Linked DNA regions of Sus scrofa: region 2 is linked to region 1. A link is a contact called in public Hi-C data. All regions are on one chromosome and are shown on one strand. The core of a region is the stretch at or near the end of the contact, and the rest is flanking DNA. Distances in the headings are between cores, read along the strand shown.

The links. A called contact is a pair of places that touch in the nucleus more often than the background predicts.
Region 2: a contact with region 1 is called in a Hi-C map of liver, with 8 times the contacts expected there. The contact joins two enhancer-like sites. A contact is called at or near these places in 1 of 47 Hi-C or Micro-C datasets (liver) and 1 of 2 datasets of contacts at active chromatin or transcription factors (skeletal muscle).

Annotation. Positions count from the first base shown.
Region 1 is chr15:58,717,731-58,724,468 of Sscrofa11.1, reverse strand. No RefSeq gene overlaps it. Among named protein-coding and RNA genes, the nearest start is that of HS6ST1, 350 kb to the left of the region's middle. Within about 2 kb of position 3,653, at least 1 of the 83 cell types and tissues checked has an H3K27ac peak or open chromatin away from gene starts, as enhancers often do. A contact at or near this core is called in liver, where this site is marked.
Region 2 is chr15:59,059,899-59,066,636 of Sscrofa11.1, reverse strand. HS6ST1 (heparan-sulfate 6-O-sulfotransferase 1) reads right to left here and starts at 189. Exons shown (of 2, transcript XM_003133399.6): 1 at 1-189. Within about 2 kb of position 4,221, at least 57 of the 83 cell types and tissues checked have an H3K27ac peak or open chromatin away from gene starts, as enhancers often do. A contact at or near this core is called in liver, where this site is marked.

The sequences.
Region 1 (6,738 bases), core at 2,404-4,903:
TCCCTCCCCACTCCCCTTGAATGATAAAACTGTAGCCCCGCTACTCCTCAGGGCAGAGACTCCTTGCCCGCCCACTTGCGCCTCTCACAAGAGTCCTACCTTAATAAATCTATTTCTTGCCTATCATTTTGTACCTACCTGAATTCCTCTGTGCAGAGGCACAAAGAACCTGAATCTCAGTAAGTCGAGACACCAGGTAAGCGATTCTAATTTGAAGACTGTGGGTTCAAGTCTCAACTTGGGCTCAAGCTGGGTGCTAGCCGTAAGTACTGTCAGTTTCACACTCATACTATGAAATGCTGCTCAGTGTTCTAGGGAACCAGGTATTAATACACTCAACAACTGGGATTGATCTCAAGGACGTTTAACAAGCCAATCATAAAAGGCATACACTCTGACCCCATTTAGGAAACATTCTCAGAATGATAAAAGTATAGAGATTGAAACCAGATTCCTCCTGATTAGGGTTTCAGATGGTGGGGAGGTGGTGGTGTGGCTCGAAGGATTGTATTGTGATAAAACATTTCAGTATCTTGACTGTGGCCCTTGTGACCTGTCTCTCCAGGTGACAAGTGGGCAAAGAACAGATGCTCACATTTATAGCACTGTCAGTTTTCTGGTTTTGACATTGTGTCATTGTATGGAAAATGTAACTATTATGGGAAATGGAAAGGCAAGGAGGAGACCTCTCTGTTATATTTTTGAACCTTCTGAAAAATATGTAATTATAATTTTTTATTTCTATTTTTTAAATTTTATTGAAGAATAGTTGATTTACATCTTTAATTATTTTAAACATAAAAAGTTGAAAAACAAAAGAAGAGAAAACAAGAAACTGTGTTGTTTCTTCTCAAAATGGCACCAAGGCTAGAGAAAGCCAGAGGACATGGGAACTCACAATTACAAGGTGTTTTCTTTAATTGAAAGTGTTTTGAAAATTAGAAAGGATGACATGAGCATAGACCTAAGGATGTCCAGCCAAGGTGTGAACCAAAAAAACTTGGAGGAGGAGATGGGAAGGGTGAAATCAGAAGAAGTCCTGTGCTTTAAATAGAATGTGGGCCTGTACTGGGAGTGAAAATCTGCAGGCCACAGGGTAGAGGAAGGGGAGCCAGGCAGCAGGGAGAAGGCTTCACTTCAGCCGGGACTCTTCCAGGAAGCTGTTGGCCACAGCAGGTTGGTCCCGTGTCCTGAGTCACTTCCCGTTCCCAGGCCCTGGCACCACATGGTATAAGGAAACTGAGCTCACACCCCTGAACCCTCTCCCATCAGAGCAAATCAAGAGGTCAGGCTCAACCTGAGAAATCTCTGGACAACAAACTAGGCTTAAAATGCTACATTTTGCCCTTTGGAGAACAAACCTTACATACAAGAGGCCTACAGAATCACCAAACAAAGGAGGGGAGAGAAAATGCATGTGTATACAAAGAGTTTCAGAGAAAGAAAGATGTGATGGGAGTTTCTAGTGGCCTAGCGGTTAAGGATATGGCCTTATCACTGTTGTTGCTTGGGTTTGATCCCTGGACTAGGAACTTCCGAATGCTGCAGGCATGGTCCAAAAGAAAAAGGAAAAAAAAAAAAAAAAAGAGCTATGATGGTTTCTAAGAAACAAATCTATTTTATTTGTTTTTACTATTTTTTAAAAATTAAGTATAGTTGATTTATGATTTGCCGATTTCTGCCACACAGCAAATTGATCGTCATATAAATATATTTATATTTATTCCTTTTCTTGTATTATCTTTCATCATGTTCTATCCCAAGAGATTGGATATAGATCTGTATGCTGTACAGTAGGACCTCATTGCTTACCTATTCTAAATGTAATAGTTTGTATCTACCAACCTCAAACTCCCAGTCCTTCCCACTCCCTCCCCCTCCCCTTTGGCAACCACAAGTCTGTTCTTTATGTCCATGAGTTTGTTTCTATTCTGTAGGTAGGTTCATTTGTGCCATATTTTAGATTCCACATGTGATACTATACGGTCTTTGTCTTTCTCTTTCTGACTTACTTCACCTAGTTTGAGAATCTATGGCTGCATCCATGTTGTTGCAAATGGCATTATTTTATTCTTTTTAATGGCTCAATAGTATTCCATTGCATATATGTACCACATCTTCTTAAGCCACTCATTTGTCAATGGACATTTAGATTATTTCCATGTCTTGGCTATTGTGAATAGTGCTGCTATGAGCACAGGGACACCTGTATCTCTTTGAATTACAGTTTTGTCTGGATATTTGCCTAAGAGTAGGATTGCTGGATCATGTGGTAGTTCTATAGTTTTTGGAGGAATCTCCATACTGTTTTCCATAGTGGTTGTATCAATTTACATTCCCATCAACAGTGTAGGAGTGTTCCCTTTTCTTCACACCCTCTCCAGCATTTGTTATTTGTAGACTTATTAATTAATGATGGGCATGCTGATTGGTGTGAGGTGGTATCTCACTGCGGTTTTGATTTGCAAAGAAATGCATCTAAAGCAATCATATAAAGAGATATCTGAAGTGGTTTTTTTTTTTTTAAAGACTTACAGTTAAGAACAGGTTTAATGGTCGTTTTTTTGCTTTTTTTTTTCCTTCTTCTTTCTTTTTAGGGCCACACTTGCAGCATTTGGAAGTTACCGGGATAGGGGTTGAATTGGAGCTGAAGTTGCCAGCCTATCCACAACCTTGTTACCTATTCTACAGCTTGCAGCAATGCCTGAGCAAGGCCAAGGATTGAACTTGCATCCTCATGGAGACTATGTCAGGTTCTTAGCCTGCTGAGCCACAACAGGAACTCCTCAGTGGTCTTATTTCTGTCATGTGTATAACTTAATATGCTGGGTAAATTTTAAAATATAGACTAGGAGGAGATTCTGGTTAAAATATAACTGACGGATTTCCCATTGTGACACAGTGGAAATGAATCCAACTAATATCCATGAGGATGTGGGTTTGATCCCTGGCCTCACTCAGTGGGCTGGAGATCCAGCATTGCTGTGAACTGTGGTGTAGATTGCAGATATGGCTTGGATCTCAAGTTGCTGTGGCTATGGCATAGACTGGCAGCTATAGCTCTGATTTGACCCCTAGCCTGTGAACTTCCATATGCCAAGGGCGCGGCCCTAAAAAAAAAAAAAAAAATGGTGTATGTGTGTGTGTATGCCTTCAGTTTTACACACACACACACACACACACACACACACACACATACCTTCAGTTTTATATATATATACACACACACACATATATACCTTCAGTTTTATATATATATAAATAAAGGTAATGAGGGTGTATCAGGTTTTTAAAGGGCTCTACTCTTCAAAACTAGATTGTTTAAAATTTCACACTATTTCATTCATCTTATCTATTGGCCATCATCATCATTCTATCTAAACAACATTTGAAGTGTTCCTACCATTTATTCACATCTATTACATCATCAAGAGAAGTAGGAGGCAAGGATCCCAGGGGTGGGAAAAGCTTGGCAGTGTCTGACAAGGTCCCTGGTTGCTAGTGAATGTGCTGGACCCAGTAACTCAATTCTAGCCCCTAGACCACAGAGAAAGAATGGCATGTTTTATCTATGACCAGGATGGTACTCTGTCTCTAGTTCCTTCTAGGCCTTTACACTTTGATCAAGCAAGGTCCATGTGGGAGGGAGCTGAGAGCAAACTCTGTCCAGCAGCCAGCAATCAATGAAAGCCCTTGGCTCTACAGCCTGTGAGGACTAAGCCAGGTGAGCTTCTTGGAAGCAGCCCTCCCATCTGTCCAGGCTTGAGATGACTGCAGCTTTTGAGAGACCCCGAGGCACCCAGTCTGAGCAGTGCCCACATTCCCCACCCATGGGAGCCAGGAGATAATAAATGTGTGCTGTTTCAACTCACTAGGTTTTGGTGTCATTAACTATACAGCAATACAAAATCAATACAGATCTCACAACTGAAAAGTACACCTATGGTCAAGTGGCCAAATATAAACTCTATGACCAGACTCGTGTCTGTCAAGTTCCACCAATGCACTTACTGCTGTCTCCCAGCCCTTTCCATCTTAGGGTGACAGCCTTTGTGGCAGGTGGTAGGTATACCCTATAGGCCCTTGATACATCCCCCCTGCCCCCACATGGGCTCCCTATGATGACACAGGTACCCTTCCCTTGCATCTGGAGGGTCTGTGGCTATGGGGGAAGTGATGCTATTTTATTTCCTTGGCTGGGTCATATGAAGGGATACAGGACAAGGTCTTTGGCTTGGGGAGCCCACCAATGATCCAATCACCCCATTGTCAGGAGGCTGCCTGCTGCACTCCAGCCCCAGCCCCATCTGGGCTGCTCTGGCCACCACCCAGGGGATGTAGCAGGACTTCAGGGGTTCTATGAAACCCCTGGGTCATGCTAGGTGGTTGAGAGATGAGTGTCCCTATGGGCAAATGAAATGTCATTATTGTTATAATCAACCAAGTTTTAGAGTGGTTTGTTACACAGCAACGAAAATTCCCAAGACTCTGTGAACGTGCACTGGAGCCCTGGCGTGTTTCAGACACTATGTGGTGAGTCACCTGAAAATCAGTGAACAGAGAGAACAGAAGTTGTTTTACTAAAGTGTTGGGACATGATCTATCATTCAATGATGGTAATTAAAGGAGAAGGAGGGATGATATGAGAACGAGATTTCTCAGAGAAGGGCCATTTGATATGATGAAATTCAAGGTCATCAATCTGGCGGGGAACATAACAATATCTACCTTTCAGGTAGCAAACAGCTGTGGTGATAAGGAGACTTAAAGTGACAGCAAACTCTTTTTTGAAGGAGTCTGCAGCACAACTGTTTCATTCATTCATTCATTCATTCATTCACAAACTGTCATTGAGCACCTCTGTGTGCCCAACACCATTCCAGATACTGAGACCCAGGAGTGAATGGATGAACCTGATTTCTGCCATCCCCAACTTGTCACACCTGTGGAGACCAGACAGACACAGAACAAATATCTGAACAAGTAAATACAAGTGTCCCTGCTTTACAAAAGACCAATTTATGCCTTTCCACTTTTGTGGAAGACTGGCATGAGTACTTGTTTTCACTAGCCCAAAGAAATCTGAAGAGGATTTTCACTTTGACAAAAAAAAAAAAAAAAGGCAAAAGTGAAATTAGCATTCAGCAGTTCAGCATTGCTTTTGCAGGGAGCTGTGCAGGGAGCTGTCACAGAGGCAGTGCTCTCCTGAGGAGCAGAGAGAGTGGCACCACCAAACTCTCCCTGGAACTATGCTCAGCTTCTCAGCATCAAACCACCACAGATTTGGACTGTGATTGTGAGCATCTGTGCTTATGTATCTTTTTTTTTTTCCTTTTTTTTTAGGGCCACTCCCTCTGCATTTGGATGTTCCCAGGCTAAGGGTCGAATCGTAGCTACAGCTGCTGGCCTACGCCACAGCCACAGCAACACCAGATCCAAGCTGCATCTGTGACCTACACCACAGCTCACAGCAATGCCGGATCCTTAACCCATTGAGCGAGGCCACGGATGGAACCCACAACCTCACCGTCCCCAGTCGGATTTGTTTCCACTGTGCCACAACGGGAACTCCTGCGTTTATACATCTTGTGCATCCCCTTAGCATGATGTGTCCTAGGTAACTGCTTCTTGGCTTTATGCCTTTGCAGCTTACCAAAGGTTCATAGGAACAATGTACTTTCAGATTGTTGAGAAACTGGTAGTTAAATTCAAATTTTGAATTTGTTATGAAGAAAAAAATTGTGGCCTGGATTAGTTGGACTCAAGAAGGCTGCCATAAGGTAGTGTCACTGATGCAGAAGCTGGAGCAGGGGACCCTCACCACCAGGTCACAGCCCCCCTCCCTCCTTCCTGCCCAAGGCTCTGTCTGTCCCTCAGGGCCTGCTACCTGGCTTGTCCCCAGAGGAGGTGTGGCACACCTGCTTCAGGAAGAAACCCACATTTAGGAAGTTCCCCTTGTGGCTCAGCAGTAATGAACCCAACTAGTATCCATGAGGATGCAGGTTCCATTCATGGCCTGGCTCAATGGGTTAAGGATCTGGCATTGCTTTGAGCTGTGGTCTCAGACTCAGCTTGGATCCCTGGGTGCTGTGGCATAAGCCAGCAGCTCTAACCCCTGGACTGGGAACTTCCATATGCTGAAGCTATGGCCTGAAAAGCAAAAAAAGAAAAAGGAAAGAAAAAAAAAGAAACCCACATTCCACATTCAGAGAGATTTTGTAATGGCATTAGCCAGGGTTCTTGATTGCAGACAAAAGAAACAGGCTGGCTGTTTTAGGCAGGAAAGGAATGTCTTTCAAAGATGTGAGGAACTCACAGACTCACTAGGAGAGGTAGAGAACCAGGTGTGCTAGGCGGGCTGGGATGAGGGAGACCTGACGCCAGGCCTACAGCGGGGCAAACCCGGAAACAGCAGGAGAGACGCTGGTGCTGCTGCCTCCAGGAGCCTGGGTGCCACAGCATGCCCTCTCAGGCTTGGGGCCCACGCATCGTCCTGCTCCCTCCAGAAGTTGAGCGCTGCTGCTCACCCGGCGGTCTTTTGCCTGTGTCACCGGCTTTCATTCCTAGACAGCGCTTGGGGTTCTGATTGGTGGAGGCAGCCGTGCTTTCTGCGAGCAAGGCAGCCAATGGGAGATCTCCAACACTGCATCTGGAAAGCACTTGGCCAGGGCTTTTATGGATATTCTGGAAAGTTCATTTAGTATATTGTGTAGGAATTTTTATACTGAGGGTATATCT
Region 2 (6,738 bases), core at 2,972-5,471, 340 kb before region 1:
CCGCGCTCCGGCCCGGCCCGGCTACTCGGCGCCCAGGCCGCCCGCAGCGGCGCGGGCCGCGGCCCTGCGTGGCGCCATGGCTGTTCTCCACCCGGCCCCCGATCCCCAGTCCGACCCCAGTTTGGCTCCGGCTCGGCTCCGGCCCGGCCCCGGCCCGCGCCCCCCGCGGCCCCGCGCCGGCCACTCCGCTCCGCGCCGCGCCGCGCCGAGAACGCTCTGCGCCGCCCAGCGCGCCGCCGCGTCTCCGCAGTCCGCCGCCGCCCCGCCCCTGCCCGCCCCCGGCCCGCCCCCGCCGCTCCTCTTGCCGTCGCCGCCCGCGCGAACCTGGGCCCCGCCCCCAGAGCTCAGAGCTGCAGGCCGGCACCCAGCTTCCGCGACGCGGGTCTCCGGCCTCGGCTAGGCAGCTCCGAGGCGGGCAGCGGGGTCTGTCTTTCCGTTCACAGAGGCGTGGAGAACGGCTGGGGAAACGTGTAGCGGGCGCGCACTGACCTTCTGGGCTGGAGGGGGCCCCGTGGCGGCCGGTGCTTTGGGGCCTGGGTCCCTGTCCCTGCTTCAGTGGAGGGAAAACCTTGACTTTGCACACTGGATGTTCTGAAGTTCCAAAAGCGGGGGGGGGGGGGGGGAATAGATTTGATGGGATGTGAGGCTGGGGGAGCGGTCTAGGAGAAAAAGGGACGGTAGGGGGCCTGGGTCTAAGGGCAGTGGTCAGACTCTCTTCCCCCTCCCCCCACCGTGGCTGTGGGACAATGACCCAGAGGCCCTCTTGGAGAGATGCCGAAGGGTCCGCGGAAGCTTTGGGAGCTTTATGCAGTCCCTCATTCTTTCAAAGGGCTTTTAACCAATGTGCATTTTTTCCCTCCAGGTTTATTCAGATCCCAAGGAAGAAGTTAGAAAAAGTTGAGCCAATATTTAAAATTGTGAGGGTCCACAAGAACACCCCAACCTCTGGCTTTGGAAGGTGGGTCAGTGGATCTGGCGCCCTGTCCCGTCCGCTTTGGGACCGAATGTCCCTGTCTGCTTTAGCCCAGCTTGCCCTCCACCTCCTTCCATCTTGGGCCCTGGGCCAGAACCTCTGGAACCCACACTGCCAGGAATTGCACAGAACAGGAGGTGGGTCGGGATATAAAATGACCTGCTGAGACTCTCAGCGCCCCTGGGTCTCTGGGCTGGTCCCTTGTTTTTGAACTCAGGCCAAGTGGTCTCCATCGAACCTGGGCTGCCTGGCCTGGGATCAGATGCCCACATCACCCCCTTTTTGGGGCTCCCAGTGGTTTCCATTCTGTTGTAGGTCCTGAAAGCATGGGGGAGAAGGGGTTGTGAGGTTTTATTGTGTCCATTATATTTCAGTAAAGCTCTTGAAAATATATTGAATCACACCAGAAATCTCTTCTGGAAGCAAACCTGGAGAACTGGAAAAACAACCAATGACACCCCAAAATCCAACTCAGGAGGGAGCATGCAATTGTCAGAAGTGGCTGAAGGCATACCCACTGAGCACAATACACAGTGACCAAGGGCCTGTTGCAGGTGGGTGGGGTGGGGTGACCAGTCCCTGGTGTGACCTGGGGCCCCAAAGTCCCCTCCCATCCTGTGACTGCTTTAAAGTTGTACCTGGCCCAGGAAGCCTTGTGGGTGGTTGGGTCAGACTTCTCCAGCAAGGACTCATTCTTGTCAGGAGTGGGGGCTGGGCTGGCACAGTGGCGAGCCTGGAGTCACCTGCTTCTGTCTGTTGTCACTTGACCTTGTTTTGGCCGGAGAAGTCTTCCTTCACCGCCCAGCAGGCAGCAGCTCAAGCCTGGAGGGCACAGCTGCCCTGGGTCAACTCAGTGGGCGTCCTTCCCCAGAGGACAATCCTCTACCAAGTGTTGAATCATAACTGACATTTTTTTTTTTTTTTTTGGTCTCTTTAGGCCGCACCCACAGCATATGGAAGTTCCCAGGCTAGAGGTCAAATCAGAGAAGCAGCTGCTGGCCCACGCCACAGCCACAGCAATGCCAGATCCTTAACCCACTGAGTGAGGCCAGGGATCGAACCCTCGTCCTTGTGTATACTAGTCTAATTCATTTCTACTAGACCACAAGAGGAACTCCCATAACTGAGGGGTGTTCTATATCCAGAGATATGGGGCACCATTCACTGCAGATGTGTCATTTCTGATCCCATCAGTGAGTCTCCAGAGTAGAGTCTGACACCCATTTTTTTTTTTTTTTTTTTTTTTTTTTGCTGTTAGGGCCAAACTCCTGGCATATTGAGGTTCCAGGCTAGGGGTCTAATCGGAGCTGTAGCCACTGGCCTACACCACAGCTCATGGCAAAGCCAGATCCTTAACCCACTGAGTGAGGCCAGGGATTAAACCTGCAACCTCATGGTTTCTAGTGGGATTCGTTTCCGCTGCGCTACAACGGGAACTCCTGCCACCCATTTTACAGAAGAGAAAACTGAGGTTCAGAGAGTGAAGACACTGGCCAAAGTCACATGGCTGGCTGGTGGTCTCCTCTCTCTGATGCTTCCTCTCCTGACCCATGAGAGCAGGGAGACAAAGCCTGAGCAAAAGCCTCTCCCTTGGCCACCCTGTCCTCTCATCCCTGGATGTCTGGGCCTGGACGTGGAGACCCTAGGTATCCTCCTGGCCTAGTTGAGCTCCAGTCACTCTTGTGAGAGTCAGCAGAGCTGGGATTCTGATCCTGCCCTGCCTGGCCCTTACTCACCCTCGAAGTCCCATCTGCTCCCTTGGCGGGGGGGGGGGGCGGGGGGGTGCGGGCAGGGGACTGGGGCACAATGCGACCACTTCTCACGGTCTTCTGCTGCCAGATGGGAATGTGGGTCCAGAATGTTCAAGAGAAACCTGGAGTGTTACTGAAAGCCACCCAGACTATCCCAAACTGTCAGTGTTTGGTCTCTGGCCCCATCTTGTAACAATCTTATTGTCCCAATGGGGAAACTGAGACCCAGAGAAGGTAGAGGGCCTAGTATAGGGTCCCTGGTGGGTAGCTGCTCCTCCCATGAGTCAAGACGGGAGCCAGAGCAACCTGACTCATGGCTTAACTGCTACTCCCAGGGAAGCTGTTTAATCCAGCTTTGCACCTGCCAGAATGGCTCAGAGGGAACCCCTTATTTAGTTTAGAAGCCCTTTCTTCCTAGATTCTCTTGGGGGAAGAAAATCTTCCTAGATGGTGGGATTTTATTGTTATCCCTTTTGATTTAAGTGCTGCACAGATACTGTGAGACTCCCCAAGGCTGTAGGTGGGTTTTTCCATATCAAAGTCAAGTAAGAGGAGCCACAGGAATTCCCTATGTGGCTCAGTGGTTAACGAGCCCAACTAGGATCCATGAGGCTGAGGGTTCAATCCCTACCCTTGCTCACTGGGTTAAGTATCCAGCGTTGCGTTGTGTTGCGGTGTATCAGATCCTGTGTTACGGTGGCTGTGGTGTAGGTGGGTGGCTCTAGCTCTGATTCTACCCCTAGCCTGGGAACTTCCATATGCTCAGGTGCAGCCCAAACAAACAAACAAACAAACAAAAAACGAACAAAAAAAGAGAAGCCACAAATCCTGAGGCCATTTGCTTTAGGGGAATCAGTCGACCTTTGGAAGCAGGATGGTATGCAGACTCCCCTGCCCCCATTGCCCACTGGCGCCACATCGACCTACTTTGAGCTCAGTGTCACCCCTTGACAAACCAGCAGAAACTCCACCAAAGGGCACATCAAAGGGCAGTGTTGATTTCAAGTGCCAAGCTCCTGGTGCTCCTCATCCGCTGTTTCCTTTCCCTTCCCACTCGATCGTCCTGTTAGCCAAGGTTCCCCACAGTCCTAAGACTGTGTATAAGGCAGGCGACGGTTTGCTGGAGCCAGTGGCCAGCCTTGAGGGTGTTCATAGTTCGGGAAAATCAATCTCCACACTTTGGCTCCGTAACTGTTTTTGTCCCCTAAATATCCACTTCACAAACGCCTTAATGTAGGATCTCTGGCTTAATGACCAAGAAAAAGAAAAGAACATGGCTAGTGGTAGGATGTGATGATCAAAAAAACCCCAAGTCATTGTATTCTGCTTCGGGAAAATGCAAGCAGTGAGACGATTTCGGCTTTAGAAATGAAATGTAATTTCCTGTGAACCTAAAATAGCCTCAAGAACGCAAACTTGAGCTTTCCCTTCCCCCCTGCCAAGCGCCTCAGAGTCTGAGAACCAGGAGATCAACCCGTGCCGCCCCTCCCTCCAGGTCTGCAGTCCCGAGGAAGGGCGCGTGGGGGCAGCACCGCAGCCGCCTGTCACCGCACCGTGCGCCCAGCCTTGACATTGCAGGATTGGGGGATTTTCCACCCTTGATTCACTTGTTCTCTTTCGGCCGCTCGCCCATTGTTGTTTCCAGGGGGTGGAAGAGGGCAACCGCGTCTGTCCTCGAAGCCTCCTCCGGAGATGACCCCGCTTCCCAAGTGAGAAAGAGCGGTTTACTTGGGGACTAACTTTTAAAGGGATTCAGAGTCGCGGGGGAATCCGCGTCGTTGCGATTGGACCCGCCTGGGGGGGTGGCAGGCGGCGGGAGCTGACCCCAGGGACTGGCCCAGTAGGATCTGGGAGGGTAGAAGCTCCAGGGGGCTGAGCCGGGCGACTCAGGGCCACTCTGGTTTAACCAGCGCGTCCTTCCTTGTATGAGGCCTATCTCTCCTGGGGTCCTCACGCTTGCCCCCTCGTGCCTCCTGACTTTGCTCCCATTTACCGTCTGCCTTGGTCTCCTGGGGAGCCCACCCGCCTATCTAAGGCCACCTCCTCCAGGGAGCCCTCTCACCTCTCCCTTCCCACCGCAGAGCTGTCCCCCTATCCAGGGCTCGCTTGCTCTGCAGGCTCTGAGAGGTACCCGATTCCTTCCACCCCAACCGGGCACCAACGCTGCCCAGCGTCTTCCCAGGGCTCCGTCTTGTTGAAGGGCTGTCCCTATCCCCCACCTGAACTTTGGAAGGGCCGGGACCTACCAGGCTTGGGGGAGGGGCTCCCCAGCAGCAGTCCTAACCCTTCCCACCTGTCCCGACCGCTGAGTGGCCGACCGCTGAGTGGCCAGTGGCTGGACGGCAGAGCAGAGCTGGCCTGAGCAGGACCCCGCAGGTGCTTTTCCGAGCAGTCTTGTGAGCCTTCTTTTCATTTCTCCTCAGTTTTTTGGTGTTCTCTCCTGCTGTATTTTAAGGCATCCTTACATCTTCTTCGGAAGAAGGTGGAAGTATAAATAGATTGAGAATCTGAGCGGAGTTCCCGTTGTGGCTCAGCAGATTACTAACAGACTAGGATCCATGAGGATGAGAGTTCCACCCCTGGCCTCTTGTTCAGTGGGTTAAGGATTCAGGGTTGCCTTGAGCTGCAGTGTGGGTCGCAGCCTGGGCTGGGATCCACCTTGCTGTGGCTGTGGGGTAGGCCTGCAGCTGTAGCTCTGATTTGACCCCTAGTTTGGGAACTTCATATGCTGCAGGGGTGGCCCTAAAAAGCCAAAATAAATAAATAAATAAAAAAGAATTGAAAATCTGAGCAATTCAAATGGATACAACTGTGGTTCACACCCTCTATGCACCGTCGGAAGCACAGGTTTGTGACCTAGGGGTGGCCCAGGGGGGAAACTGGTGTGGGTGGCTCTTCTGCAGCCCCTCCTCAGCCAGACCCAGGTGACTATCCACCCTGGTAACTGCTCACATCTGGAACTTTGCCCTGCCCTCTCTTGGCTCCTTTTTAGAGAGAACTTATGGTGGGTGGTAAGGCAGGGGCTGGACCCCCGGTACAGCACAGGAGGCCCTGTTCTGGGTCTCACTGCCTACCCTCCACACAGGGTGCATCCCTGCTGATGGGGTTGTTGACTGGACAGTGCCTGAGCCAGGCGGGGCCCATTTCTGCCAGCTTGCTGAGGCGTGGAAGGGCATGATGTGACCCCGAGGGCATTCTCATACTTGGAAGTGTCTCAGAAACGGACACGCCTTTGGAAATTCCAGGGCAAAGGAAGGGGTGGGGAGAAAGGTGTCTGTTGGCCTCTCTGGCTCCCAGCGGACCTTGTCCCAGGTTTAATATTGAGCTTTATTATTATTTTTTCTTTCTTTTTAGGGCTGCACCTGTGGCATATGAAAGTTCCCAGGCTAGGGATCAAATTGGAGCTGTAGCTGCTGGCCTATGCCACAGCCACAGCAACACCAGATCTGAACCATGTCTGTGATCACGACAACACCGGATCCTTAACCCTCAGAGTGAGGCCAGGGATCAAACCTGCATTCTCATGGATACTAGTCAGGTTCTTAACCCACTAAGCCACAGTAGAAACTCTTCTTTCCCCCCTTTTGTCATAGCTACAGGTTAATGGCTGACCCCTCCCTTATCTGCTTGGCTCTTTTTAACAGATTCTTCCGTTATTTTAGACCAGTAGGGTTTACCCTCCTGATAGATCCCAGTTGGTATAACAGTTGATTTTTCTGGTGGAAGCTTCTTTCCTGGCAGGTCACAGGTCCTTTAGTGGACCCTGGGCCCTGGGTGGGTGCACAGAGTTGGGAAGACTGGTGTCTATGGAGAAGGTCCCTAGGTCACTTCCTGTGTGGCCTGCCTGCCCTGTGGCCCTGTGGGGAAGGGGCTCATCTGTCCTGTCCATGGCCCCTCTGTCCCCCAGAGCTAGCAGCTGTGACCTGGTTGGCCATGGCATTTCCTTCTAGCTCTGCAGTGACCACCAGTCTCTGTAAATGGGCATTTTCATACTGTTGTTCATTTTCTCCCTTC